Regions from separate parts of the Mus musculus genome. Here regions 1, 2, 3, 5, 6 and 7 are each linked to region 4. A link is a contact called in public Hi-C, HiChIP or PLAC-seq and promoter capture Hi-C data. All regions are on one chromosome and are shown on one strand. The core of a region is the stretch at or near the end of the contact, and the rest is flanking DNA. Distances in the headings are between cores, read along the strand shown.

Region 1 (3,115 bases), core at 138-2,637, 1.1 Mb after region 4:
CCAGGCTAACGCTCCTTTCAGCTCTACACCTGAGGGTCTTTTGGGAGTGGGCTGGCAGAAGTGGGTCAGTGCATCTGGAAGCCCAATTTAGTAACCGAGTGGAGGCAGGGGCATGCTGTCTATGGTCTTCTAGGCTAAGAAACCCATTACAAAAGGCACAAAGAACAGAAAATAGTTGGGCCTCAAAGGCACGGTTTTTCTTCGGTCTCTTCCCTTCAGTTGCTCTGGGTTAGACAGCTACAGTTCTGCTTAGAACCAAAATATTGTGACAGTACAGATCCCTGTTCATCCCTGGTCCCCATACTTTGAATTACTGGTTATTCAAAGGCTTGACAGATTAAAAGGTTTCCGTCTACAAAATGGAGACCTAGGCAGTTGGGATCACCCCATCAATAAAATGGGTTACCAATTGGGCCTGGCCATCAAAATAGTGCCTAGTGCCCCCACACACATAAAACATGAAATCAGATCTCTGGGTTCCTGTCTTACAGCCATGTGTTTGATTATCTATTTATTTATTTATTGGGTTTTTTTTTTGTTTTGTTTTTTTGTTTTTTGAGACAGGGTTCTCTGAATACCCTTGGTCCTAGTACTTGCTCTGTAGACTAGGCTGGCTTGGAAATCAGAGCTCTTCCTACCTCTGATTCTGAGTGCTGGGATTAAATGTATGTGTTCGCATCGCCCGGCTAGAACGTTTTAACATTCATCTGTGTGGATGTGTGTGTGGAGGTCAGAAAACAACTGGAAGGAGTATGTTCTCTCCACCGTGAGGTTTCTGAAGAAGGAACTCGGGTCCTCAGCCTTGACAGCAAACTGCCATCATCTGCTGAACCATTCCACTGACCTGTACCTGTGTTTTAAAAATCATTTATCTAAAGCCATCGAACTATAAAGTATACATCTTACTAAACGGAAATTATACAACAACAACAACAAAAAAAAAAAACAAGTTCCCCAGGAGACTCCACAGCACAGTCAGATGACCAGAAGGATCACTGACCAGGTCTAAGAGCCCAGGCCAGCTTGCGAAGTCACGGGTGATGGAGCCCTGGCTCCATCACATCCACATGTTTCTAATGAGCCTCAATGGTTCCGAGGGCAACAAGATGTGGCCCGAAGACAACATCTCTCTCAGCCTCTGTTTTTCTCCTAGCAACCATCTGGCCTACGTTTTTAATTGGCTGGGAAGCGCACGGCGATTCGCTGCAGACCAGGCTGTCTCTTCATTGGTCGCCTCCTTCTAGTGGCGCCCGCGGTCCCGCCCCTTTCTCCGAGCTCCTTCGGGATCGGCCAGCACCTTCGACTAAATTCTAGTCGCTATTGGCTGAAGCCTGTGTTCGTAGCCCCGCCTCCTCCCCGTTCTGCGCGCCAATTGGTGAAGCTGCCCCTTGTCCACGGAGGGAGCGCAGCGCGCGCGTGCGAGCGGCCAGCCGGCTGCATGGCGCGCTGCGAGCGGCTGCGCGGCGCGGCCCTGCGCGACGTGCTGGGCCAGGCGCAGGGAGTCCTGTTCGACTGCGACGGAGTGCTGTGGAACGGCGAACGCATCGTGCCGGGCGCCCCTGAGCTGCTGCAGCGGCTGGCGCGGGCCGGCAAGAACACGCTGTTCGTGAGCAACAACAGCCGGCGCGCGCGGCCCGAGCTGGCGCTGCGCTTCGCCCGCCTGGGCTTCGCGGGGCTGCGCGCCGAGCAGCTCTTCAGCTCCGCGCTGTGTGCCGCGCGCCTCCTGCGCCAGCGGCTGTCCGGGCCGCCCGACGCATCGGGCGCAGTGTTCGTGCTGGGAGGCGAGGGGCTGCGCGCTGAGCTGCGCGCCGCGGGGCTGCGCCTGGCGGGGGACCCCGGCGAGGACCCGCGCGTGCGCGCCGTGCTCGTAGGCTACGACGAGCAGTTTTCCTTCTCCAGGTTGACCGAGGCGTGCGCGCACCTGCGCGACCCCGACTGCCTGCTCGTGGCCACCGATCGCGACCCTTGGCACCCGCTCAGCGACGGAAGCCGGACCCCCGGTGAGCACGGGACTGGGCGCGGGGATGTGTGCTGGGACCTGACGCGCTTTTCGGAATTCCTGCAGCTGCCGCCTGTCGGATAGTGGCCGAGGACCAGTTTGACACACGAGCCACCTTAGGCTCACTGTAGCTCAGGGAATTGCAGGTGGGATACAGATTTGGAACCGGCCTCTTGGGCTTTTGTCATTGGCCCCACCCACTTTGCAGGAGGGTTTGTCGAAGCGGTCTGGAAGGATGATGCCGGTGGAGAGCTGGATCCGCGCATCCAGAATCAGGGTAGTGGGGAAACTAGGGGGTAGTGGAGCTTGACCTTAGGCCAGTGGGGAGACTGGAAGGTAGTGGAGCTTGACCTCAGTTCCAGTTCTGGCCCTGTTTGGTTAACCCTGTGAGTTACATAACCTCGGAACCTGGTTTCCAGTGGGGTTCTTTACCATGTCGGTTATCCCCAGGCTTTTGAACCCAGCCCTCTAGTTTATTAATAGCTTCCTGAAGCTCCTTAATGGTGCCTTCATTTCCTTTCCAGATTAGTTCAAAAATAAGAGTTTTGGCCCATTTCACAGTTAAAGAAATTGGTACTTAAGGGAGGTGAGCTGCCAGGGAACACACAGCATAGAGCAGGGGAACCTGACTTGGCCTTTGGGGACCCCCCATCCATCCATCCACCCATCCAAGAGCAGTCCAGGCTGTTCAGGCCTGTACCTAAACAGAAGCGCTGACCTCTGGCATGAGCCCCAAGAGATGGAGGGATCAGAGACTTACCAGATAGTGATGAATGGCTATAGACAGGTTTGGTTCCTCCAGATGAGACATGGACATATCTCTGCCACTCTCTTCTGCTAGCCTTTGGCTCACATAGTCCTTGATACCAAATTCAGGGGTTCTGCAGGGTGGTATTGCAGGAAGTGAGGGAGTCACGGGTTCGAGATGGGGCAGTGAAATGGATGCCTGTGGAGAGGATCTGGGAAGCCTTCCCGGAGGAGGCATACCGTCAGGCTGGTGTAGCCGAAAAAGGAAGTTACTGTCTGGGCCTTTCCTGGCTCTGCCTGAGACCTACCCTCACCTCATACATGAACCTTCTCCCCACAAATCTAGAGGTCACAGCTGTAGCAGCCTTT
Region 2 (3,155 bases), core at 379-2,878, 1.1 Mb after region 4:
AGTAGTCAGTGCTCTTAACCACTGAGCCATCTCTCCAGCCCCGACCCACACTTTAAAGATAACTTCTTCTCAGCATCCAGCATAGAATCTCCGAGTGGGGGACCCGTGTGGGAGGAATCAGACATTCATGGAGTGCCACACCTACGTGGAAGTGAGGCTCATTATCACAGCCTGCTTCCCACCTCTCTGAGCAGACATATTAGCTTCTGAGGGAGTGGCCAGGAAGCTGGGAAGGGAGACCAAACACCAAAGCTCAGACAATCTAGCTCACATTTGATCACTGGCACAATCCCTGCTCTCCCCCCACCCCGTTTGGCTTTGGTTTTTTGAGACAGGATTTCTCTGTGTAGCCCTGGCTGTCGTGGAACTTACTCTGTAGACCAGGCTGGCCTCGAACTCAGAGATTTCCCTCTGCACCAACTGAGTCTGGGAGAATATTGTGTTATGCACTTCTGACCCGACACACTTGTCCCACCACAGTCACGGCTCTCAGTTTGCTGCACGCAGGAGCAATATTCAGGGTCACCAGAGAATGTTCTAGAAATGGACATTCTGGGGCCCTGCCAAGTGTGTTGAACCCTGAACCCTCAATTTGGATTTCAGCAAGCCTTTAAGTGCATGCCAGAGTTCCAGGGCCACCTCTTTACAGCCTTACAAAGTCACTACAATGATCTCTATTTTATAAATAGGAAAGTGAGACACAAAGAAAAAGGCAATTTGGGGGCTGGAGAGATGACTCCAATGGTTAACAGTGCCTACTTGTCTTATAGAGGACCAAGGTTTGATTCTCAGTACCCACATGACTCACACACCATCTGTAACTCTAAGATTTATTTATTTATTATATGTAAGTCACTGTAGCTGTCTTCAGACACACCAGAAGAGGGAGTCAGATCTCATTAGGGATGGTTGTAAGCCACCATGTGGTTGCTGGGATTTGAACTCAGGACCTTCGGAAGCAGTCGGGTGCTCTTACCTGCTGAGCCATCTCACCAGCCCCCATCTGTAACTCTAGTTGCAGGGGATTTCATACCGTCTTCTGGCCTTGTAGGTCCTCATACAGTAGACCTAAACTCACTTAGGCACAGTATTTTTTTAATCTTACTTATTTATTTATAGACAGGGTCTCTTTATTGTCTAGCTCTGCTCTGGTTGTCCTGGAACTCACTGTGTAGCTTAGGCTGACTTTGATCCACCTGCCTCTGCCTCTCAGGTACTGGGATAAAGATGTATGCCACCTCCCCTAGCCCATAATTTATGATTTAATCTTTTTTTTTTAAAGGGGGGCAATTGCTTTTGAGTCACATACTTTGTAAAGGAATACCAGTGTTTGCATCTAGGCAGTTTCCCTCGCTCAAGGAAATCATGAAAGAGTTGACATCTGAATTCAATTAAGTTCAGTAATTCTTAGCGGTTTATAAATAACTCCAGATTGAGCGCTTGTTCGAGGCAGGTCAGATGATGGAATCGGGGAGCCTAGTTCTCACCGAAGCCATTCTGGGAGGATTGTTCAGAAGACCTGAACCAAAGCTGAGGCAGGACGGGAGGCTCCTTTAAAAGGTGGAGCCAAATCTGCGGAACTGTGGAACAAGGCCACGAAGAGCGCCCTACCGGAAATCTGAAACTGCTACACCCGGAAGTGTTTTAAAGTCAGAAGCGGCCACGCTGCCGGAAGCTTCACTGCAATGGGCCGCAACAAGAAGAAGAAGAAAAGAGATGGAGACGACCGGCGGCCCCGGCTCGTTCTCAACTTTGATGAAGAGAAGCGGCGGTGAGTGGCAGGGTGGAAAGAGACTCCCGTCGGGCTGCCGGGGGAAGCGCGCCAGGCACAGGGCGCGCACGCCCACGCGGAGGGTTCTTCCGGCCCCGCCCCTGGATGTAGCTGGAGCTCGCCTTCCTCTTTCCCCACCTCGGGGGATGGAGTCGCCCGCTCCTCCCTCGCTGTTTACGGCTCTCAGCGCTGCGCCTTGGACCACCGGAGTGCCGCGCCGTCTATTGTCACAGCCCATAGCTGGCTCCCAGTCGTTGTTGACGAAGGACGAGCCGATGGGATGAGAGAGGTTTAGTTCATTGATTCACGCACCAGACTGCGTGCCAGCCAAGCCTGAGACCAGAGGCTGAACTGCTTTTTAGTGTCACCGTAAATAGCACCTTGTGGTCTGATGGCTCTCAACCTGTGGGTCGCGACCCCCTTAAACCCATCGGAAAAGAGATAATATTTACATTACGATCCATAACAGTAGCAAAATACAGTTAAAACCCCTGGTGTAGTGTACCAACGGAAACCGTAATTGCAAAGCCTGGTAGTGCAGACCTATAATCCTAGCCATCCCGGATGCTGAGGCAGGAGGATTGCAAAGTAAAACCCTGTGCGGGAAAGTTCAAGAACGGTATGGGCATTTGGACAATTTGTCCCTGTCTCCAAGACAATATAAACGAATTAATTTATTAGACCATTTGCCTAGCTCGAATAAGGTACTAAGCGTAATTAACTTCCAATACAGCAAACTCAGGAACAGCAGAGATTAGACAGGAAGAAGGAAGCACGAGTCAGGAAGGTGGGGGCACTCCTAGGACCCGCCACACAGGACCCAGGTGGGTTCAGGAGTCAGGTGGCCTTGAGGACTGGTTGTTGGTTGGTTCAGTGAAAGAGTTTTGGGGTCTGGGTGAAGGCATTATTAGAAAGCCTTACTAGAAGTGACTCCTATGAAATAAAGTTTGCCAGTGTGGGAACAGTGACCACCAGCTCTGTGTATTGACCACCTGGCCTTTTGTGTACTTAGCAAGGGGCAGGAAGGCCAGGTGAGCTAGGTGACGTTTGGTTAGTGATGGAGCGCGTACTGAGACTATAGCTTCCAGCATAGGTGTGTGGTAGGTTATACCACCCAGGATTATTATGTAAGTACACTCTGATGGTCCAGCAAGGACTCACAACTCATTTCTCGAAGGTACCTTTGTCATTGAATGACTTGTGACTGCATTGTCTGTGACCTTGGATGAGTATCCTAGTCTCTTCCTCAGAGTCCCCATCTATAAATTAAGGGTTGGCTGTGAGAGGGTAAAATGGGTTGGTGGGTAGGAGAGAGTCAGGCAACTTATGGAGCTCTGTAGAGCCCTGCTTTCCTCCTGGCTCCTCCTGACTCCCCTGGCTTCTC
Region 3 (2,967 bases), core at 309-2,808, 1.2 Mb after region 4:
CCTCTCCTCAGCTCCACCTTCAGTCCCGGCTGAAGCAAAGGCGTCTGGATAGAACACACTGGCCCAGCAACAAGGAGAAACTGGATCGGGGCCATGGAGAGGCCACTTTCTGTAGCAAATCTGACTTCTGGAGCCAGATCTAATTGCTGCCACTTGTGGTAGCTGGCGACCTTGAGCAAGCCAGGTACTTATCCTGGGTCTCAGTCTATTATCTATAATACAAAGCTGAACTGTCCTGTCAGCTCCAAGCTGTTATAACGAAATTTGAGATTAATTTTTTTTAAGACAGAAAGGGTGTGAGGGTTTATTTAGTCCTTTCTGAGCTGATCACAGTCAACCTCTATGATCTGACTTCAAAGCAGGTCACTCCTAAACAACTTACCAAACTTGATAATTCCTAACCAGAAACCTTCCCTCTTTCAAAGGCATCGCCTCTATTTGAGAACTAACAGGAAGCAATACCTTAGCTGTTAGAAAGTGACCCAAAAAGTTGCAAACTAGATATAACAATTGCATGTCCAATATACCACTGTTTTGTTTTGTTTCAAATTCTCTTTTAATTTTTATAACACCAGTATACCAGGTCAAACGATGTTAGGTGTAAAAAGAAACCTTAAAACTTTCCATTCTTGCCAAGCTGTGGTGGCGCACGCCTTTATTCCCAGCACTTGGGAGGCAGAGGCTGGCGGATTTCTGAGTTCGAGGCCAGCCTGGTCTACAGAGTGAGTTCCAGGACAGCCAGGGCTACACAGAGAAACCCTGTCTCGAAAGACCAATAAATAAATAAATGTATCAAACAAGTGTTTGGCCCCTCGAAAAAGAAGAATATATGTTCAGAACCCTGCCTAACTTTTAACACCCTAGTAAGGCTGGTAGTGTACCATTCTACAATAGAAAACCGAGACCCTAAGTGACTATAGGTTGCCTACGAGCCAAGTGTGGGGCAGTCTGATTCAGATCTGTGCATTCACACAAGTTGGCTCTGGGCTCCCTCCTCTACTTATAAAAGTATTCTCCATTGTCCCACATTATTGTCTAATAACCACCCTCGGGAGTGTAAAGTTTTTATTCAGGGATGAACAAGTGGATGAAGACACGGTCCTCCGCAGCTCGAACCACTACGATCACTGCGATCACTCACAAGCAACCCCAGGGTTCCTGGCTGAGCTCACCGTGTACCTCCTTGCCGGTGGGCCCGAGCCGACGGTGGGGCCTGGCGGCACGCCTCAACCGCCCGGCGGGAATCTTGCAACGCAGTTCGTCGCGAGGCTCGACGTCCTGCTGCCACAGGACCTGGAGGTAGCGCAGCGAGGACTGGGCCCTGCCCACCGACCGGCCCGGGAGGCCGGCGCCGCTGCCCAGCGAAACGCCGAAGTCCGCGAAAGACACCAGGCCTCCGGCTTCCGCCAAAGGCTCCGGCGCCACCGCGCACTCGCCGTCCGAGCTCGAGCGGCCGGATCGCGACTCGTCGTCCGCGCCCCCGCCGGTGGCTGCCATGGCAACGGCTAGGCGCGGGCCTGGCAGCGCCAGCCTCGCTCCGAACCGACCAACGGACCCGCTTCCCTCCAGGAGAAGCCTCGCTGTCAGCGAACGGACGGGCGGGGCCTGCAACCACAGCAACAGAGTGCGGGCGGGTCGGACCGCGCCAGAGCAACGGACCAATCAGAGTTCGCACAGCCTTCACAGCACAGCCAATCAGGTAAGGAAGGCAGACTACAAGGCGAACACTGGTTTTCGGTAGTATGACTGGCGGACAAAAGAGCCAATCACAAATTAGAGTTGCTTTTGCACTAAGCGGTGTTACTACCAGAGCCAATAAAATAGCTGCGTTCAGGACACTCCTTTCTTCCTTTTCTTCCTGTGATAGCTCCGGAAAGACGAATGGCAAATGCTTTAGCCAATCAAGGTAAGAAGGTCTCCAGCCAATCGGAAAGGAAAGTGAAAAAACCAGAACTACTCTCGTGTAGGTGTGTTTTGAGTCAATGAACTCAAAAAAAAAAAAAAAAAAAAAAAAAAAAAAAAATCCAAACACACTATGATTTGGAGATACCATCACGAAATAGGCGCTAATATCTTCTAACGTAATAGATTTTCCTTTGTCGCGTTCTCTTGCCCTCTCCGGAATCGCTGCTTTACCCAAAAAATTATATTCTATGTAATTATACAAGAGTAACCCTGCAGTAGGCAGATTAACGAAGAGCAATTCCTCAGCCCTGAAAGTCCTACGGATCACTGGCCTGAACTTGACCCAAGGGAGGTACAAGTACACACACACAGCGCATGCAAGTCATTTATACTCTATCAGCTGGTAAATAAAATAGAAAACACTTAGAGAGCAAATAAATACCTGTAACACTACCTTGTGCTAATTAAAGGCCTTGGGTTATAGTCCTGTTCTGCCTACCCCAAGTTTGTGATTTGAGGGCACCTTCTTGGAGTTGGTCTTCTGACCTCAAAGGGTTGGTTTCTCCGTGTAGCCCTGGCTGTACTGAAACTGATTGTGTAGTCCATTAGGTCCCCAGACTCAGAGGTTCACCTGCCTCTGCCTCCTGAGGGCAAGGATTACAGATAGATGGATGGATGGATGGATGGATGGATGGGTGGATTACAGATGGATGGATGGGTAGATACTTCTTTACCTTTTTGTTTGTTTGGGGTTGGTTTTTTTGTTTTGTTTTGTTTTGTTTTGTTTTCTGAAACAGGGTTTCTAAGTGCAGCCTGGCTGAGCCAAAATTTACTCTGTGGACCAGGCTAGCTTCCAACTTACAGAGATCCAACCGCCTCTGCTTCCTTAAAAAATATTTTTTGTTTGTTGTTTGTTTGTTTTGAGACAAGATTTCTCTGCATAGCCCTGGCTGTCCTGGAACTCATGCTGTAGACCAGTCTGGCCTCGAACTCAGAAATCCACCTGCCTCTGCCTCCCAAGTGCCGGGATTGAAGGCGTGAGTCACCATGTCCAGCCTAAAA
Region 4 (3,019 bases), core at 255-2,754:
CAATGCATTTGCGTGTCATCCTTACGCAGAGGCCATGCTAATCTGTATCGTTCCAATTTTGGTATAGGTGCTGCTGTAGGAAGCACGCAAGTTACTTTGAAATCTTGCTAATCCAGAAAACCGCTCAGAGAACTGAGAACTCGATGGACCTCCCTGTAGCCCAGCCGAGGCAGCCTCCGGGTCTCCAAGACCTGGGACTTCCCAGGGACCTTTTCCCTAACACCGCTGGGTGGGGCCTTAGGCACCCGCCCGAGCCCACCCAGCCTTCAGTTTCACTACAGCCCGCAAGCAAGTCATAGAGGGTACTTGACTCAGTTTGCCTGGGAGAGATGGGGACCCGGAGGAGCGGGGTGCAGCTCCTGCCTTAGGCGTGGCTCCAGAACAGGATGAGGTGAAGACCCTAGTGCAAGGAAGTGGGGGATGTCTTCAAAACTCCGCCTCTCATCAAACATAAAAGATGCGGCTGCCCGGCCTGGTCTTAAAGTCAGGGCCAGCTCCCAGAGACTGGCCCGGGCGTGGCGTCCCAAGGTGCGGTGGAAATCAGGTGCACGCCTGCCCGGGCGACGGGGCAGCTGCCGGCAGACCCAGGCCTTCTGACCTCGGGCAATAGAAATCCAAGGTTGAATGAGGTCAGACGGGGGGGTTCTTTTCCTGCGCCCTGAGCCCCTCGGCAGCTGGGACCCCTTTTCCCACGCACTCTGAGTACCTCTCCCCGCCCCCTCCCGGCCCAAGGGCTGACGGACAAATGAGGAAGTCCGCAGCGGACGGCGGAAACCGTGCCGGGCGCAATGTCTGCGGCGGGACCGACCGATCCTGACTCAGGAGGACGCCCTGACAGCTGCCAAGCGGTCCTCGCCTGCCCGTTACCTCCCTTTGCCAAACTTACAAAGGAGCTGCTGCCCCGTGCCCACGAACGCATCCGGCCGGCTCGGCCGAGATCTCCGGGACTGCTGCGTCCCGGAAGGGGTTAAAAAGTTTGCCGGAGCTGGCCGTCGGGGAGGCGGGAGTGCAGAGGCGACAGGAGCAGGCCGAGCTCCCAGTGCCCCGACCGGGAAGGGCATCCTGTAGGGCCGGGGACTGCGTCCCCCGGTTCCCTAACCCCGAGGCCTCGCTGCCTATCACCCCTCGGGTGAGGATGCGGAGTCCGGTCGCACCCGACCGCGCTGAAACCCGCCACGCGGAGGCCGAGAACCACAGGGCCGTCCGCCCCAAAGGACTCGAGTCTTGTCGCCGCGCGCGCGCGCTCGGCAGCTCCGGGGCGGGACATACCGGCAAAGCTCGCTCACCTGAACCTGGGTCTGCCCGGGGAACAGGCGCTGGTTCTTCCGAGTGGACTTTCTCGAGCGCTCGGGCGGCGCGGCGGGGTGGGGCGAACGCGAGACTGGAAGCTGCAGCAGGTCAGGTTCTTGAGCCTTCCGTGCCCTGCCCAGGAACCGCGGTGATCTGCGCGCCTCACCGCACCCAGCTCTGGTGCGCGCCGCCCTCCCTGCCCCGCCCTTCCAAGAGGAGGGCGGGTCTACAGCTCGCCGCCGGCTCGTGGGTGGAGCTTCCAAGAGTCCCCGCCCTCTCCCCACACTGCCCAATCCAACAGGAGTCTGGCCTAAACTGACAGATTTTCGGCCTATAAACAGACAAGAGATGGAAGCCGGAGTGCTGAGATTCATCCTCCCCATCTGTCCCCACCTCCGCCCACCCCACCTTCCACCCGCGCTTCCTAGGCGGGAGCCACGCCTTGTTGGGCGGGTCCAATGGACAGCCAGGTTACAGGACCAGGATTGACGCGGATTTCATCCAATCAGAAGCAAGCGGCTCAGGCGCGCTGGGCTCCTGGTCCCGGCTCTGGTGTGCAGCTTGGGCCGCGCCGGGGCCGGAGGGAGCGTACTGGGGAGGTCTGAGGCTCTGACACTCCGCCCAGCGAACCGTGTTTTCCCTTCGTCCTGTCCTACCAGGAGAACAGATATTAAGTACCATATATGGGAAAAGTGGTATTTTACATAATTATGATGGCTGTGGGGGCGGTCATGGCTTCAACCCTGCATTCCGTGTGGGCGTCCTGAGTTCGATTTTGGAGCCTGCTCGCGGCTGTCCTCCAACCTCTGAACCTTTGCTCTGGCTAGTACCTCTGCCTGGAATGCAGTCTAAGCCACTCTTAACCTTTGAATAATTAACTCACACACATCTCAGATATTTGTCACTAAATTATTTTAAGGGTAGATTTCATTTGTTTTATTTTGGTTACTAACCACGAGAGGATTTTTTTTTTCATTTAAAAAAATGTACTTTGCCATTAATCTATCAGGAATTTGTCCACGCATTATTTTCTGCCCAAATTGTCCGTTTCCGAGTTGTGTCCATTGATCTATGTGGTCGATCCTGCAGCACGTCAATGCTTTCAAATGGCTTTATGAAGGCAAATTTCTCGTCATTGCTCTTAACTGTTGGAATGTTCTTGCTAACACAGTTAAAATGATCCTTCCATATAAACTTCAGGGAAAACTTACATTCTGAAGCCAAAAAGCAGCTAAAGAAAGAAAGAGATTTTGCAGCCCAGATGACCAGTGATTGCTACCCACATTACAGCAAAGACTGCTTCCCAGTTGATAAGAAAAATTTAAAAAATTTTTAAAAGGCTGAACCATCCAGGGGTTGTGGGTGGTATACCAGAACTCAAGAGGTCTGAGGTAGGAGGGGGAGTTCAAGACTAGCCTGAACTACACAGACAAGCAGTTCAAAGGTGTGAAATATATAAAGCCAATAATTACTTTTAAAACTAATCATCAAGAGACTGGAGATGTACGGGCAGTGGTGGCCCATGCCTTTAACCCCAGCACTCGGGAGGCAGAGGCAGGCAGATTTCTGAGTTCGGTCTGCAGAGTGAGTTCCAGGACAGCTAGAGCTACACAGAGAAACCCTGTCTCGGAAAAAAAAAAAAAAAAAAAAAAGCCCAGCATTGTTAGAGCCGGTGAGGAGGTGGAGCTCATCAGGTGCTGACAGGAATACGCATGCGCTTCTCCAACCA
Region 5 (3,178 bases), core at 191-2,690, 1.0 Mb after region 4:
TCTGGAACTGCTGTATCTCAGTCTTCTCTGCCTGCCACTGGTGTTCTCTGGGCCTCAGTTTCTCCATCTGTCCATCTGGGAAAAAATGATCCACCCCCTGTCGGCTAGCGTGAGGGTTTAGAGTGCCAACCCTGAAGCACAGCATTCTGTGAGGGAGGAGTAAGAGCTTGTCCTGTCCTGTCCCCCTCGGTCCTTAGGGCTCCTCACCCCTGCAGGGACAGTACCGCCCAGCTCCATCCCTGCCTCTGAGCTCAAAGCCTTTGCCCACAGTCTGTCCAGTGTGAACTTCCTAGGCCCTCTGCATCTCTATTTAAAACTTAACCTGGCTTCCTGCTCCTTTAGGGAACCTTGCTCAATACCCCACTCCCAGACTACCTTAGGGACATGTACTGCCACACACAGCCCCCAGGATTCCTGTCTGTCTGTCGTCACAGAAAAATCAGAGGGTACACGGATGGAGGGGCCTAGGATCTGTCTTCTTGAGCATGGCTGGCTTTGTGCCTTCTTTGAAGTAGTGGGGGCCTCACTAAAGGTTTCTAAGGTGTGACCTCATTTACCTGTTCAGCAACTCTCTTAGTTGTTAGAGCGGAGAACAGAAGATAATGTAATATCTGATGTCTGCTTTGATAACTCCACTATAGTAGGGGTATGTGTGTGTGTGTGTGTGTGTGTGTGTGTGTGTGTGTGTGTGTTTCTGGGAACAGAACTTCCATCCTCTGGAAGAGCATAAAGCACTCTTAACTGCTGAGCCCTGTCTCCGGCCCCATGGGGAAACTGAGACACTTGAAAGGCAAGGAGGAACAAGGGCCATCCCAGCTTAAGGGTCCATGAGATTATCACAGGTTACCCTACACCCCTCTACATAGTGGTCAGCTGTAAAGGCCTCTTCCCCAGAGCAGCTAAATATTCTGCTGGCACCCGACGGGGCTTGTATTGGGTTGCCAGGAATGGGGAATGGAGAAAATGGGAAAGAGTGAATGCCCCACATTTAAAAAAAAAAGAAAGAAAGAAAGAAAGAAAGAAAGAAAGAAAGAAAGAAAGAAAGAAAGAAAGAAAGAAAGAAAAAAATTCCAGCGAGTCTTCTGGTCAGTTCCTCCCGCCCCAGCAAGGAAAGGCTGGAGGCCCAGGACAGGGCTGTCAATCCTGGACTCCCCGAGGTCATCTAAGGAGCAGTGGGCAGCAAAGAGTCCCAGTGGCCTCCTCCAGGCAGTCCGGGCTCAAGACAGAGCGAACATTCCCGAGGTCGCCCCGCCTAGGGGTGGTGGGCAGGGGCCTGGCCTGGCTTGGCATCCCTGCCGCGCCACTGCAGCGCTCGCGGCGTGGCCAGCCAGCCCGGGAGGGGGCGCGGCCGCCGCGGGCGGAGCAGGGGCGGAGGGAGCCCGCAGCCCGCCCCCGCCCCGGGATCTGGCGGCCGAGCCCGCGGCCAGGGCGGCGCAGACCGGCCCAGCGACTCTCGGGTAGCGCTGGGACGCGCCGCCGCCGCGCCCGCCCCTGGACCCCCCGGGCTCGACGACACGAGGTAATCGTGGGCGCGGGCCGGGGGAGTGCGTACAGTCCTGGGCGCGGAGGGTGCGCGGGGCCAATCCGTAGGAGGCTGGAAAGTTCAGACTTCTCGGGTGGTTTTGTCACGTTGCGGGACGGCTCAGGGCACCAAAACCGAAGGGTAACGCAGTATACTGGGACGCGAGCAGAGGTGCCCAGGGCCGTCTGCCGCGTTCCTGCGCGGGCAGCGGAAGGGAAGGGACCCCAGGGCCTCTCGGCGACGCCAGCGCGGGAGCGGGAAGCTGGGGGGTGGGGGGGACGGACGATGGGGACAGGGCACCCTGCCCCCTCCCCAGCTGCATTCCAGGCTGGAGCAGCGGATGAGGTCATCCCGTCCGGTTCCCTTCTGGCCACGGCAGCCGCTGCCCTCTGCCCGCGCCGGACGGGAGCGAGAGACTCTCCCAAAGTCTCTCTTATGAGGTTCCCAGAAGGGAATGTTTCCTGGTTGAAGTTTTTCCTGGACTTCCCATCCCAACTGATTGTGCCCTTGTCCCAACTCGCCAAGTTTGAAGGCCGTTTTTCTACACTGGGAAACTGAGGCTGAGAGAGCACAGCGGTGGAGGGGGGGACTGCCTAGCTTTAACTTGGGGTGCTGGGGCAAGAAGACGTCTTAGTCGGTAGTGTCACACACAATTTAATACCGCCACCACTTGGGAAACTGAGGCAGGACGGTCACAATTTCGAGGTCAGCCTGGGAGATATATAGCAAGACCTTTTCAACAACACACACGTCTTTCCTCCCACTTTCCAGTGGTTCCCTTCTGTCCTACCGGCTCAACGAAGTTCAGAGAAGTCTGATCTGGGACAGTGACTCTGGGCAGTTTGTCTTAGTTTCCCTGTCTTCCACCCCAAAGTGCTGGACTTTGAGGGGATGTCCCTGGAGGACTTCTAATCTCAAATGTCACAAATTGGGGAAAATAGGAAGCAACAAAATCCCGCGGTTTCAGTGTTGCTATCTATCAAAGAGCCACTGTACCCACACTTCCCCTCCGGCGCCCCCAGCAGGCTGTCCGGGAGGTGGGGCTCTGCACACCTGCCTGAGGGTGTGTCTGGGTACTCCAAGGAGCAGCGCTTCTGCTCTTCTGCTCTGCTCCCTCTCTTTCCCCACCATCGGAGTGGCTTCTCTTACCCCACTTCCTTGCCTCCACATCCACCCCGTTGGCCTCTGAGTGAGTGGAGCCGGCCAATGCCCCAAAACTTGTCCCTGTGGTCATTACTACTGAGGGAGCCCTGGCCACGTGCCCAGACCATTGCACAGTAAATATAAGAGTTCTGTGGGGGTACTAAGCCTCACTGTGGCCACTCATGCCCTGGTCCCGGATGCCGAAGTGCAGAGCCTGAGTCCCGTTCCTCTCATGCTAGCTTCTCCTTAGCTACCACCTTCTCTCAGAGGGCAAGGCCATTCTGCCAGTGTTGGTAAAATGTCAGCTCCAGGGTTCACGCTGTTTTTGTTCTGTGATCTGGGTCTCTTCCCCCAACCCCCATGTAAAATGGGAGCCGGGAACCTTTACAGGGGCGATTGCCTGGGCCTTTGAGACACGAAAGGTTCCAGTACCTTAGATCCGGGTCAGGCAGAGCGACCGACCTAAAGGCCAGCAACTGTCTGTGGTTAGCACCACGGGGTAGGTAGGTGGCT
Region 6 (3,073 bases), core at 362-2,861, 1.5 Mb before region 4:
TGTTTGGCGTGGGGGGGGGGGCTGTGGGCTGTGTGCTGTGGAGCACAGGATCAGCAGGGCTTGTTGGAATGTGGCCAACCAGAGCACTGCCACTGTCCACTGCAAGGTTTTTCAGGCTGGGGGCGGGGGAGAGCAACGGGGGGGGGGCTCCTGTGTGTTAGCATGGAAAAGACCTCCTTCCCTGGCAGCTACCCAAGTTAGTCCCCTCTCTCTGTTTTCTAGCATTTTCCTAGGCCATGACCCCATCCACAAAGTGCTTCACTCTCTTTTTTTTTTTCTTTTAGATTTATCTATTTATTATATGTAAGTACACTGTAGCTGTCTTCAGACACTCTAGAAGAGGGCATCAGATTTCGTTATGGATGGTTGTGAGCCACCGTGTGGTTGCTGGGATCTGAACTCTGGACCTTCGAAAGAGCAGTTGGCGCTCTTAACCACTGAGCCATTTTGCCAGCCCCAAATGCTTCACTCTCTTACTCAGAGAGTCCTGTCCTGTCTTTTTCTCTCTTGGGCTCTATCCTCTCAGTAGAACTCATCCAAGTCCTTCTCATCGTGGAAAAAGAATATTGGCTGTGTGTTTGCCTCTGACCTGGTTCAACCGCAGCAGCTTAATTTCCACATCCAACGATGCTGTCAGCCTAGATACATGGTAGCTGCTTCCCCTTTGACAGGTTCTTGGTTCTTTTGCTTTCAGAACTCTACCCACAACTTTCTCTTGTTTACACACATCTGGGTGATTGCAACCTCTGGTTCTTTGCAGGTGCCAAGTCTTCCTGGCATGATCGTCCCCAACTCTCTTATCTAACCTTGCTTTCTTGGCACCAAACCCAAAGTTTATCCTGTAGTATGGCTTACTTTTACTTTTTTAGTCACCTCTTTCCAGCCTTAGAGGCTTTAGCTGCTCCTGGAGCTGGAATAACAGTGGTAGGTAGCAAGCAGCCCAGGTAGCTAGGACATGATCATCTTGATTCCCAATGTCTTGTTGATAGGTTGGACATGTACCTCTGTTGGGCATGGCCATGTGTACATTTAGGGGTTTGGGGTAGTTTTAGGCGTTTAGTGTGTGACCAATGTACAACAATGACAATACCTTGTGTGTGTCCGTGACAGCTGGGTTGTTGTTTTGTTTTGTTTTTTTTATTTTTGTTTTCTTCCCGAGATAGGGTCTCACTTTTTATCCCAGACTGTCCTAGAACTCACTATGTAGACCAGGATGGCCTCGAATTCATAAGGATCCACCTGCCTCTGCCTCTCCAGTGCTGGGATTAAAGGAGTGCGCCACCGGTCCCGCCTGGTGGAGTTTTCTGCAGTTGGAGGCCGAGTCCGAATACTCTCGAGAACAGCGCTTGCGCAGACGGCGTCTGGCGCAGCAGCAGTACTCACACTTGTCTTGTGAAATGGTCACCGGACCGCTGGGGTACCCAGCAGAGAACAGGAAGAAGTAGGTGTACCTAGGCGCTCCATGGAGCGGAGAGTGGGCGGAGTTAACGTGAGGGACAGAACTCTGACCAATGAGTGTGGAGATCGCACGGAGGCGGGGCCAAATTGCCGCGCGCCAGGCCGCAGTTGGCCAGAGGGCTGCGGGGATGGGCTTGGGGCGCTGCTCCGCCTACTCTGAGACGCTTGGGGCATAGAGGGCGGCGCCCGGGCCGTGGCGGCGGCGGCGGCTCCTCAGGTAAACGGCTTGTTAAGGCTCATCTTTGGTGGTGGGGGCCAGGCACCCTTTGAGGAACTTGGACCAGAGAGCCTAGGGGCCTCCCCATCTGCCAGCAGCAAGAGAAGCTGTGTCAAGGGGCGCCTCCCCAAGGTCAGCGGGCCGGTGCCAGGAGGTGCTGGGAGATCTCAGGTGTGCCCAGCGGGCCCGGCTTCGCATCTTACACCTGGAAGGGATCTCGGAGCTTGCGATTCAATTCTGACTTGTCAGACATCGGCGCGTGGTCCCTGGTCCCTGTCCCTGCTGTCTCGTGGGTCGCGTGATCCATGTCCTAGTCCCTTCCGGGAACTCGGTGACTCAAGACCCTGGTCCTTTGCGGGGTAGGGGCTACGTGTTCAGGTCTTTGACCTCCGCAACTGGGCTACCGGCATTTCTGTCTCTTTCATAAAACTGAGCCTTAATTCAGGGACTTGCAAAGCGAGTGCTCACCGCACCGCAGCCACTCGTCTTTCTGTATTCTCGTTGCGGATTAAAGGAGGCGGTGTAGAGCAGGAAAGTGATTTGTCCAGAGTCACGAGGATTGCTGGCCCCAGGGAGAAGGCCACAAAACTCTCAGAGTATAGAATTCAGGCAAGGTGAGAGCTAGGTGAGGTGGAGCCAGGGCTGACACTCCAGGTTTGGGATTCCAATTTTCCAACCAAGTCAGTGCAGTTATGCAGCAAGACTCTGCTCTACCCTGTACAGAGCTCAAGGTAATGGATGGAACCGTAAACTCAAGTGCAGTGAGTAAGCATAAGGACCTGCGGGAGAGGGATAGAGGGCGGCATCTGGAGACCTGGGGCTGTGAGCTGGAGTTACTGTTAAGGCAGAGGCTAACTTTGAGGGGCTAGTCTTGGTTGGAGGCAGGAAACTCTTTGGAAGGAAGGGGATGGTAGTAGAAATGGAGGAACAGCCTGCGACCTAGTTAATTAAATGGTAAAATTAAAAAAATTCAGGAAGTAGGTAGGTGGAGCAGGGCAGGGGTGAAGGTGAAGGGTTAAGTCTTAGCTGCTCTGTTAGACTTGGTTGGCCATGGTCATCTAGATGGAGACCCCCAGCAGACACAGGGTTGATGGGGCACCAGAGCAGAGATCCTATGCAAACCACTGGTTGTGGGATATTCCTGTGGAGCCTGTGTTTATGACTTGGCTGGCTGTGCAGTCTCTGCACCTGCAGGCCGGGGAGATGCTTCTGCCAGCAGGCTCTACTCTTAGGCCTTAGGCTGAGATGTGTGGCTCGAATGAGGAATGTCTTTCTGGGCTCTACTGTCAAAGTCGATGGCTGAGGCCTGGCCGCCTTCATTAACTTGAAACGGATGTCCAGGCAGGCAGCCTTACTCAAACCTGCATCTTGTCATATCTCCCTCCCTCAGAGGTGACT
Region 7 (3,215 bases), core at 381-2,880, 1.5 Mb before region 4:
CCTTGTCGTCCGACAGCACGTGCAGGAGGCCTCTGTCTCACTGGGGGACTGAGTGGCAACCACCCCTTTCCAGAATAAAGGCCTGTTCTTCTCCCGAGTACACCTTACTGTACAGCACTTAAAAGCTGCTCAGGGCCCTACAGCGCAGTTTATAGTGCAGTCCCTAAGTGGAGAGAGCACTTGTGCTAGGAAGAGCAAGGGTGCACCTGTTGTGCCTGCCCAGATATTAGGGTCCGCAAAGACCCCTGGGAGTATGAATCTGCATGCGAATTCAGACTTTCTTCACCCTTAAGCTTGGACCTCAGACTCCTCCAACACACCAGATTTGTGCTGAGAGCCCTGAGCCTCAATTAGGCAGGGTTTTTATACTAGTTTGATCAGGGAGCAGGGGTCTCCTGCCTGTCAGTTGCCTTATTTCGCAAAGTTATCTTTTTTTTTTTCCTGTTTTTTTGAGACAGGGTTTCTCTGTGTAGCCCTGGCTGTCCTGGAACTCACTCTGTAGACCAGGCCTGCCTCTGCCTCCTGAGTGCTGGGATTAAAGGCGTGTGCCACCACCGCCCGGCACAAAGAGGTATCTCGATGCACAGGGTTTGGTCAGTGATGAGCAATTTATCTGTAACCGTTGCAATGGTAGGCACTTTCCCTCTATTTCCCTGATTGGCTCTGGCCCAGGGCAGTTTCTTCTTGGACTTGTCGGTGGTATTTCTATTAACCACAGTTCAAACCGGGGACCAACAAACTCAAGTTGGAATCAGCTTACAAATTGGAGTTTCCCCCTTCGCCTATGTTGGTCACTCAAGTCCTCCAGCTAAGGAGTGTGCCATGCTTACACAGCCCATCAGGGACAGGAGCACAAGGCCGAGGTTGCACTCAGCTGGCTATGGGTGTCCATCATTAAGAGATGACATTATGACGTAACGGCAAAATTAGCTATTCAGAATCAGCCAAATAATTTTATGTTTGAGGATCATCACAACATGAGGAACGGTATTAAAGGTCAGAATGTTAAGAACCACTGGACTAATGTCTTCTTTCCTTGGGCCTTTCCTCCCGCTTACTTTGGGCTCTAGGAGGATAGCCACCTTTTGTTGCTTCTTGGCCATCTATCCTTAGGCCCTTACCCCTGCAACCTTTTAGAGAAACTACCTTCATCGCCACCACCACCCATCTCCTCTGGCCACCAACTCGCCCACTGTGCCAGTGAGCCCACTGTCTTAAGGTTCATGACATCCACAGAAATGATTTAGCGTCGAATCCTCAGTTCACACGGGTCCCTCAAGTCATAGCTACAACACTGTCATTCAGTATCTCACTTCAGCAGGCATCAGTCTTTTCTCGTCGTTCTAGCTCTCTACCCACCTGCGTTACACTCCCGAGAACCTTTAGGCAGGCACACTGTCGCTGCTCTGTCGTGAGATCCGCCAGCGTCCCGCCTTCCAGCTGCTCGCCCGCAGCTTCACAGCCCCAGGTTCCAGTTCCGCCCACTGGCCATGACTGCATCCCGTACTTCTCCAGCCTACCTCAGTTTTGAGCACGCGCAGAGCTGGCGACCTCAGTTGTGAGCATGCGCACAATCTGGTTTCCCAACTCCGTCTGCCGCTACCAAGAGTAGTGGCGCGATGGATCCTGGGACCGGAAATTAAGGCAGCACCGGGCGCCGGGTCCGACAGGAACCCTGCTCTTGGAGGTGTCAAGCTGCCGCGAGAGCAGAGCCCCGCGCCCCGCCATGGGTCTCCTGTCGGACCCGGTGCGCCGGCGCGCGCTCGCCCGCATCGTCTTGCGCCTTAACACACCTCTCTGGTGAGGGCGGGCACAGGGGGCGGGACTGGCGGGAACTTGAGCTGCTGTGGCTCCACACGCGCCTACTGCTCCAGGGTCTGCGACCTCTTTGCAAGTGTCACTCAGACACTGAGCTTAGAGCTCTGGTCCCTATCCATCGCTGATCTAGGGTCTTAGATCTTTTTTCCTTTCCGGAGGCAGGATTTCTCTGTGCAGCCCTGGTTGTCCTGGAACTTATTCTGTAGACCAGACTAGCCTCGAACTCAGATCCGCCTGTACCTGCCTCTGCCCCCTGAATGCTGGGATTAACAGCGTGTGCTGCCACTGCCCGGCTTTGGCTCCGGGTTCTTAATGGCTTGGACCATCCCGCTGGACCCTCTGGGTCATGGTGGAAGCCACGAGCTAGCGTTCCAGGTCGGGCTAATTCCGAGCCCACTCTGTACTCTCTCGCAGTGTGCTGAGCTACGTGGCCGGGATCGCCTGGTTTCTGGCGCTGGCTTTTCCGCCGTTAACCCAGCGCACTTACATGTCTGAGAATGCCATGGGCTCCACCATGGTGGAGGAACAGTTTGTAGGTGGAGACCGCGCTCGGAGCTTTGCCCGGGACTTCGCTGCCCACCGCAAGAAGCCGGGGTGAGTGCCTAGCAGCGGGCTGGGGATTTCAGGGGCGGCCGAGACCAGGGAGCTCTACTTAGAGGCTATCTTTTGTGTCTCCAGGGCTCTGCCAGTAGCCTGGCTGGAACGGTCCATGCGATCCGTAGGGCTGGAGGTCTACACCCAGAGCTTCTCCCGCAAACTACCCTTCCCGGATGAGACCCACGAGCGCTATGTATTGAGGGAAAGGGGTGTGCCTGGGAGAAAAGCACATTGGAAGGGTGGCCTGGGTTGGGTGTCTTGTTGAAGTGCCCTGAAACCAAGAAACTCTGGGAGGGATGGTCTGAAGAACTTTAGTGGTGGGCATTGAAGTGCCAGGAAAAAAGACAGGCTTCAGGCTGTCCGCTGGAGGGTCTGCTGAGGCTTTCCCATCAACTCTTTGTGCAGATGGTGTCAGGTACCAACGTGTATGGCATCCTGCGGGCCCCACGTTCTGCCAGTACCGAGTCCCTGGTGCTTACTGTACCCTGTGGTCCAGATGCCACCAATAGCCAGGCTGTGGGGTTGTTGTTGGCACTTGCTGCCCATTTCCGAGGTGAGGCTCTGGGGCTCTGGTCCGGGAGGATTTGACCAATGCCCCAGGCCCTTTGCTGACCCTGCCTTTGGCTTCCAGGGCAGATTTACTGGGCCAAAGATATCATTTTCCTGGTAACAGACCATGATCTTCTGGGCACCGAGGCTTGGCTCGAAGCCTACCATGACATTAATGTTACAGGTAGGTGTAGCCCTAGTCTTGCTCCCCATCTCTTTCAAAGTAAACCGCGGTCCCTTGTGCCCCCTCT

Evidence for each region. Promoter capture Hi-C pulls out the DNA fragments that hold promoters and counts their contacts. A called contact is a pair of places that touch in the nucleus more often than the background predicts. HiChIP or PLAC-seq counts read pairs in DNA pulled down with a chosen protein or histone mark.
Region 1: a contact with region 4 is called in a Hi-C map of B cells, with 8 read pairs. The contact joins the promoter of Pdxp here to the promoter of Myh9 in region 4. A contact is called at or near these places in 1 of 39 promoter capture datasets (liver), 1 of 484 Hi-C or Micro-C datasets (B cells) and 1 of 115 datasets of contacts at active chromatin or transcription factors (pancreatic cancer cells).
Region 2: a promoter capture Hi-C map of pre-B cells shows a contact between it and region 4, with 4 times the contacts expected there. The contact joins the promoter of Nol12 here to the promoter of Myh9 in region 4. A contact is called at or near these places in 3 of 39 promoter capture datasets (cranial neural crest, liver and pre-B cells) and 1 of 115 datasets of contacts at active chromatin or transcription factors (pancreatic cancer cells).
Region 3: a contact with region 4 is called in a Hi-C map of B cells, with 6 read pairs. The contact joins the promoter of Ankrd54 here to the promoter of Myh9 in region 4. A contact is called at or near these places in 1 of 484 Hi-C or Micro-C datasets (B cells) and 1 of 115 datasets of contacts at active chromatin or transcription factors (extraembryonic endoderm stem cells).
Region 5: a contact with region 4 is called in a promoter capture Hi-C map of liver, with 2.8 times the contacts expected there. The contact joins the promoter of Cdc42ep1 here to the promoter of Myh9 in region 4. A contact is called at or near these places in 4 of 39 promoter capture datasets (the 3T3-L1 cell line, cranial neural crest and liver).
Region 6: a FOXA1 HiChIP or PLAC-seq map of pancreatic cancer cells shows a contact between it and region 4. The contact joins the promoter of Mroh1 here to the promoter of Myh9 in region 4. A contact is called at or near these places in 1 of 39 promoter capture datasets (cranial neural crest), 1 of 484 Hi-C or Micro-C datasets (B cells) and 1 of 115 datasets of contacts at active chromatin or transcription factors (pancreatic cancer cells).
Region 7: a Hi-C map of B cells shows a contact between it and region 4, with 6 read pairs. The contact joins the promoter of Gpaa1 here to the promoter of Myh9 in region 4. A contact is called at or near these places in 1 of 484 Hi-C or Micro-C datasets (B cells) and 1 of 115 datasets of contacts at active chromatin or transcription factors (pancreatic cancer cells).

The regions. Positions count from the first base shown.
Region 1 is chr15:78,912,532-78,915,646 of GRCm38.p6, forward strand. It overlaps Pdxp (pyridoxal (pyridoxine, vitamin B6) phosphatase), which reads left to right and starts at 1,388. Exons shown (of 2, transcript NM_020271.3): 1 at 1,388-2,000. The coding sequence starts at 1,439. Gm30368 (a long non-coding RNA gene) reads right to left here. Exons shown (of 6, transcript XR_003951546.1): 5 at 2,760-3,115.
Region 2 is chr15:78,933,305-78,936,459 of GRCm38.p6, forward strand. Nol12 (nucleolar protein 12) reads left to right here and starts at 1,629. Exons shown (of 6, transcript NM_133800.3): 1 at 1,629-1,771. The coding sequence starts at 1,686.
Region 3 is chr15:79,061,301-79,064,267 of GRCm38.p6, forward strand. It overlaps Ankrd54 (ankyrin repeat domain 54), which reads right to left and starts at 1,559. Exons shown (of 8, transcript NM_144849.1): 1 at 1,173-1,559. The coding sequence starts at 1,497.
Region 4 is chr15:77,840,671-77,843,689 of GRCm38.p6, forward strand. It overlaps Myh9 (myosin, heavy polypeptide 9, non-muscle), which reads right to left and starts at 1,505. Exons shown (of 41, transcript NM_022410.3): 1 at 1,287-1,505. It also overlaps the pseudogene Gm22107.
Region 5 is chr15:78,841,207-78,844,384 of GRCm38.p6, forward strand. It overlaps Cdc42ep1 (CDC42 effector protein (Rho GTPase binding) 1), which reads left to right and starts at 1,441. Exons shown (of 3, transcript NM_027219.3): 1 at 1,441-1,519.
Region 6 is chr15:76,378,902-76,381,974 of GRCm38.p6, forward strand. It overlaps Mroh1 (maestro heat-like repeat family member 1), which reads left to right and starts at 1,612. Exons shown (of 44, transcript NM_175457.4): 1 at 1,612-1,675.
Region 7 is chr15:76,329,664-76,332,878 of GRCm38.p6, forward strand. Gpaa1 (GPI anchor attachment protein 1) reads left to right here and starts at 1,631. Exons shown (of 12, transcript NM_010331.2): 1 at 1,631-1,800; 2 at 2,233-2,412; 3 at 2,497-2,608; 4 at 2,821-2,968; 5 at 3,047-3,148. The coding sequence starts at 1,727. Exosc4 (exosome component 4) reads left to right here. Exons shown (of 3, transcript NM_175399.4): 3 at 1-1,007. The coding sequence ends at 52. It also overlaps a transcript of Oplah not described here.